Regions from separate parts of the Bos taurus genome. Here region 1 is linked to region 2. Evidence: chromatin contacts called from public Hi-C data. All regions are on one chromosome and are shown on one strand. The core of a region is the stretch at or near the end of the contact, and the rest is flanking DNA. Distances in the headings are between cores, read along the strand shown.

Region 1 (3,061 bases), core at 284-2,783, 39 kb before region 2:
CTCTTGACAACTCTGTCTATCAAGAAAATTAATAGCATCTACCAATGGGCTCTGCATCTCCCCAGGCTTGACGGTGAGAAAGATGACCTACAGACGCAGGTAAAGTTGAGACCAACACTCAGAGGGTGGGCTCAGCAGGCCAGTCTGGCTGGAGGTTTTGTTTCTGTTTTGTGTTTTGGTTTTGGGGCCATGAGGCATGTGGGATCTTAGTTCCCCACCCAGGGAATGAATCCTCACCCCTGCCCTCACCCAATTTTAACCACTGGACCTCCAGGAAGTCCCAGGCTGGAGGTTTTACATTCAGACAGTCTCCCAGGTATACTGCCGCTGGCCACCCTGGCCTCACCGTGCTTGAGAAGTGACCATCTAGCCAATTAAAAATACTTAACATGAGGCTCACCAACGTTTTGGACAACTTCAAAACTCTGGCTCAAACTTGTGGTTACCAAGAGGGGAACGGGGAAGTGAGATCACTTGGGAGATTGGGACTGACGTACACACACCACTGTGTATAAAATAGATAACTAATGAGGACCTTGCTGTTGTTCAGTCGCTCGGTTGTGTCCGACTCCTGGTGACTCCATGGACTGCAGCATGCCAGGCTTCCCTGTCCTTCACCGTCTCCCGGAGATTGCTCAAACTCGTATCCATTGAGTTGATGATTCCATCCAACCAACTCATCCTCTGTGTCCCCCTTCTCGCATCAGGAACCCTTCTCAATACTCTGTAATGAACTATATGGGAAAAGAATCTTAAAAAGAGTGGATAGATGGACACATATAGCTGATTCACTTTGCTGTACGGAAGAAACTGACCCAACATTGTAAAGCAACTATACTCCAATGAAAATTAATGAAAGAAAACCCTCTGATCACAGCCTGAAAAAAAAAAATGAGTGAGCACATTCTCAGTTTCCTACTTGAAGGAGTCATTTGCTACGGTGGGGGATTTTTCTCTGCACTTTCTGAAATGCCAGGAAATACAATTTCAAATGTGACTACTCTGTCCTCATCCGGGCACTACAAGCTCACCTGGCTGTACCTCAGAGGGCGCCCGGGGCTCCCCGCCAGGGCGCCAGCACCCAGCTTAGAGTTACGTTCTGACTCCTCTGAACATGACACCCCATCCTTCGGCACGGGTGCACTCAGAAAAAATTCCCGTAGATCACACGCACGCACACACATGCCGGGCCCCACACACGTACACACGCACACACACAGCCTCAGCTTCCGGTTGGCGATGAATGTGCGGGTGTTTCTCTGCTTCTCACTCGCAGGAACAGCCCACGGGGACAGCGCAGGTGCTGTCCCTCCGCGAGCCAGGGAGATGTCCACTGGCACCAGGGCAGCATCCCCACAGGCCCGGGGCCAGTGAATCACGCAGCCCGGTCCTTCCCCAGTTCCCGGAGCTGGCAGAGCTGACTGAAAAACCAGTAGCAGCTGGCAGGAAATGGGTGCGAGCACTGACCACAGATAAACTGTAGGGCTCCACAGAGCCACAGCAGAGAGACCCTGCGACAGGAAGTCGAGCCGTCAGGCCACAGCCCCACGCCTGCTCACGGGGCACCCCGGGGGCCACGGAGGACTGCGGGCCCCCGATAACACTGTGGGACACAGCTGTGGGGTCACGACCACGGGAGGCGCACGGGCGGCCAGACCGGGAGGGCCCGCGGCCCCGGAGGGAGGGGAAGAAGTGGCCAGGAAGGAGGAGGAAGCAGAGAAAAACCCCTGACTGGGAGTTCCAGGCTCTGCCTTCAGCAGCAGCAAGGGCAACGGTCCTGGCTGGCAGGGTCAGTGATGAAATAACAGCCGGCCTTGGGCTACCCTGTCAAAGTCAAGGCTGCGAAGGCCCACGCGCATTTCTTATCCAGGGTCCCTCCTGCAAAACAACCCACTCCCGGGAGTAAAGGGCCCCACTGAGCACAAGAAGCAAAGAAGCACCGCTCTGCATACAGTGTGCAGACTCAACACTTGCAAACACTCTCAAAGCTTCTCGGCCAATTCAGGGGACAGACCCTCTCAAATACATCATGACAGAGGGATCAATGGCCAGGCAGCACACAGATCTTTCCATACATTATCCAGCTTAATGCTCACAGACATCCTAGGAGATGGGTCGGATCACACCCCCATCTTACAGATGGGTAAACTGAGGCTCGAGGAATTAGCCCACCTTGCGCTGGGTCGTGAGCTTATGAAGGACAGAGCCCTAATTCAAGGTCTGACTTCAGTCTCCATGCTGGGCACCACGTTCAATATCCTCCACTCACAGGGAGAGCCTGTAGGTGCTGGAAGTGTGGAAGAGAGAGACGGGGAGGCTAGCAGACCTGAGAGTGGGGGCCTGCAGTTAGCGTCCAGTAACATCCTCCCACAGCCCGGGGGGGACGCCAGGCCAAGAGGCCCAGTGAGAGGGGACCAAACATCTTTGCACCCCAAAGCAGACCCAGGGGTCCATCCACAGACAGCCAGAGCAGGGTGACGCTCTGGCCACTGGCTCCTCGGGGATATTTTTGGACAAGCTCTAGCTCTGCACTTGAACTCCTGAACCGGGTATCCGACTCCCAGGGAAAGAGAGGCTGGGTTGAGAAGAGCCAACGTGGGCATTCCCAGGCCTCTGTCTGCCTCTCCTGTGGGTGGCACGCTGCAAGGGGCGGGGGTCGCCTTCCTGGCTCTGAGGAGCAGCCCAGGGCACCTGCCCCAGGGGTGAGAGCGGCCCCCTCTGCTGGCCCCGATTCGGGCCCGTCTCCCCGTCTCTAGCGAGACGAAGTTCAGCTGGGCGACTGACTCACCCTTGTTCCTGGAACTGTCTGAAGGCGGGAGAGGATGCTGTGGGTAGATTCTAACTGTATCATCTGGGCTGGGGCCGGTAGCAGATGGTCCTTAGGAAAAAAAAAAAATACTTCCATGTGGGCTTAAAATAGCTCAGCACTCACCATCAGCTGAATGGGGAAATGTACGAGCTCACGGGTCACGTGGGGGTGGGCGCTGCAGGTTGGGACACGGAGCCCTGGGGCACAGCCACAGAGGCAAGGCCCAGAAGGCGGAAAGGAGAGGCCACAGCA
Region 2 (2,916 bases), core at 148-2,647:
GGACCCAAATGACCTATTCAAACCCTGGCTCCACCACAGGTTTGCCGTGTAATCTTAGACAACTTTCCTCACCTTTCCGCACGTTGAAGCACCATCACCTTCTTGAGGAAGAAGAAACACAGCTAGGTTTGGGGATCTGTGAAGTTTGGGTTTTCTGGGGCCTTTTTCATTTTGTTTTAGGATCCCTTTTTATGATTATTCAAACCACTTCAAAATATCTGAACTTACCACTTCTAAGTTGGCTGTGAGTCACCTGACACAGGCATTACTAGATGAGAATTAAAAATCTGGGGTTTGAGAAGTTATCCTGCTCAGATACAGGAGGAAAGGTTGCCCTGGGGAGGGTGCCCAGTGAGTGATCAGATTCCTGGCTGCTGGGTGTGGACCTCAGCCCCAAAGCCACGCATAAGACTCTTGACACCTCTAGAGTCTTCTCCTCCCATACCTGAGGCTATGTCCCTTCTTCAACACAGCTCTGCGCTCAGATGCAGGACAGCCTGGACCCCAGCTACTGGGCAGAGCTGGAGAAGATGCCGGGCTCCAAGCAAGGGGCTGACAGCTCTCAGAGGTTGAGAGGAGGGGCGAGAGGGGACTGTCTCCCATGTGGATGGCCAGCTCTGCTTTGCCTGCCTGAAGCTAGGTTTCCAGTTGACCCCTCAGGACCTGGACAAGTCACAGAGGTCACCAGGCCAGGTCCAAGAAGCAGGAATCAGCCAGCAGCCAGAAAATCTAGTGATGGGACAAAGATGGAGTGGGTGGGGGCGGCTTCTGGTAGATTCGTTTGCCAGAACAACTGCAGGACATGAGTGTTGCAGGGACTCAAGGAGGAGAGGGCCTGAGGCAACCGGAGGCCGAGGGGACCAAACCTGAGCTCAGTATGGTGGGGGCGGGGATGAGCATGCCCAGTCACATCCAGACAGAAGTGGGGTGTGGCGGCGCAGGGCCCAGGCGAGGGCCAACCCCACTGGGCAGCAAGGGTGGTCCAGGGTCAGGACTCATCTCAGGAGCCAGAGTGGATCGTTCCAAACCAAGGCAAGGCACAGACCAGCTCAGGACAGCGTGCCCAAAAGCTTAAATCAACCCCAGGTTTGGGATGAGTTTGCAACTAAACCCAAGATGACACACGTTTGCTTTACAGTGAGAAAAATGAGGTTTGAAAGCAAACCTTGAGCTTCGGGTGTGATTCTAGAGGACTGATTTGAGTTGAAAGGCCCCCTCCGCCTGCCTGCCTGCCTGGCCCGTGTCGCCCACAGCACCACAGCCACCCCGGCCATCCAGCCCAACCCAGGTGGAGGGCCTGGGTGACCCTCAGAGGCTGTTGGCTTTCCTCTGGGGTGAACCCGCGAGTCCGGGGCCCAGAGGACCGCAGTTGCTGAGAGAGCGCTGAGGGGAGGAAGTGAACGCTCCAACTTCTGCTTCTCCCTGCCCCCACAGCAGGGCTTCCTTGAGGAGTAGACCTTTCACCCCTGTGGGGGCTGGGGAACCTCACTTTCCTCTCTAAAACTCCGCATGTTATGAAGAGACGTTCAACATCACTAATCATTACAGAAATGCAGATCAAAGCTACGATGAGGTACCTCTTCAGGCCAGCTGGAATGACCATCATTAAGTCATAACAAATGCTGAAAAGGGTGCAGAGAAGAGGGGAGCCCTTCTACACTGTTGGTGAGAGTGCAGACTGCTGCAGCCCCTGCAGAGAGCAGTATGGAGGGTCTTCAAAAAACTAGAGTTGTCTTGGGATCCAGCAGTCCCACTCCTGGGCATATAGCCAGACAAAATTATAATTCGAAAAGATACATGTACCCCCATGTTCATAGCAGCACTGTTCACAATAATCGCGACATGGAAACAACCTTGATGTCCATCAGCTGATGAAAAGAGAAGACGTAGTGCGTATATACAGTGGAGTTTTACTCAGCAGTAAAAAAGAATGAGGTAATGCCATTTGCAGCAGCATGGATGGGCCTAGAGATTATCATATTAAGTGAAGTAAATCAGAGAGAGACAAATATTATACGATACCACTTATAATATGAGCTGCTACATGTTATAATTCGAGCTGCTATGTATTATCAGTTCAGTTCAGTTGAGTCGCTCAGTCGTGTCCAACTCTTTGCGACCCCATGAATCGCAGCACGCCAGGCCTCTCTGTCTATCACCAGCTCTCAGAGTTTACCCAAACTCATGTCCATTGAGTCAGTGATGCCATCCAGCCATCTCATCCTCTGTTGTGCCTTTCTCCTCCTGCCTTCAATCTTTCCCAACATCAGGGTCTTTTCAAACGAGTCAGCTCTTCACATCAGGTGGCTAAAATATTGGAGTTTCAGCTTCCACATCAGTCCTTCCAATGAACACCCAGGACTGATTTCCTTTAGGATGGCCTGGTTATTATAGTAGCTTATAATAATGAGCTCCTACAGCTTCCCTTGTAGCTCAGTCGGGAAAGAATCTGCCTGCAATGCAGGAGACCTGAGTTCCATTCCTGGGTTGGGAAGATCCCTTGGAGAAAGAAATGGCGACCCAGTCCAGTTTTCTTGCCTGGAGATTCCCATGGACAGAGGAAGGAGCCTGGCAGGCTACAGTCTATGGACACGCCAGAGTCAGACACAACTTAGTGACTAAACTACTGAAAAGTGGAATCTAAAATATGACACAAGTGAACTTATCTATGAAGCAGAAACAGACTCACAGACACAGAGAACAGACCAGTGGTTGCCAAGGGGGAGGAGGAGTGGGAGAGGGGTGAATTGGGAGTTTGAGGTTAGCAGTTGTAAGCTCTTTACATAGGATGGATAAACCGCAAGACCCTACTGTATAGCACAGGAAACTCTATTCAATATCCCGTGATAAACCATAATGGAAAAGAATATTAAAAAGAATGTGTATATATATATACATTATATATATTTATATATA

The links. Hi-C and Micro-C count contacts between places; a contact is called where the count stands out from the background.
Region 1: a Hi-C map of liver shows a contact between it and region 2, with 1.7 times the contacts expected there. The contact joins two enhancer-like sites. A contact is called at or near these places in 2 of 11 Hi-C or Micro-C datasets (liver and skeletal muscle).

What each region holds. Positions count from the first base shown.
Region 1 is chr11:88,732,158-88,735,218 of ARS-UCD2.0, reverse strand. No RefSeq gene overlaps it. Among named protein-coding and RNA genes, the nearest start is that of ID2, 130 kb to the right of the region's middle. Within about 2 kb of position 1,533, at least 29 of the 102 cell types and tissues checked have an H3K27ac peak or open chromatin away from gene starts, as enhancers often do. A contact at or near this core is called in liver, where this site is marked.
Region 2 is chr11:88,692,897-88,695,812 of ARS-UCD2.0, reverse strand. No RefSeq gene overlaps it. Among named protein-coding and RNA genes, the nearest start is that of ID2, 87 kb to the right of the region's middle. Within about 2 kb of position 1,397, at least 5 of the 102 cell types and tissues checked have an H3K27ac peak or open chromatin away from gene starts, as enhancers often do. A contact at or near this core is called in liver, where this site is marked.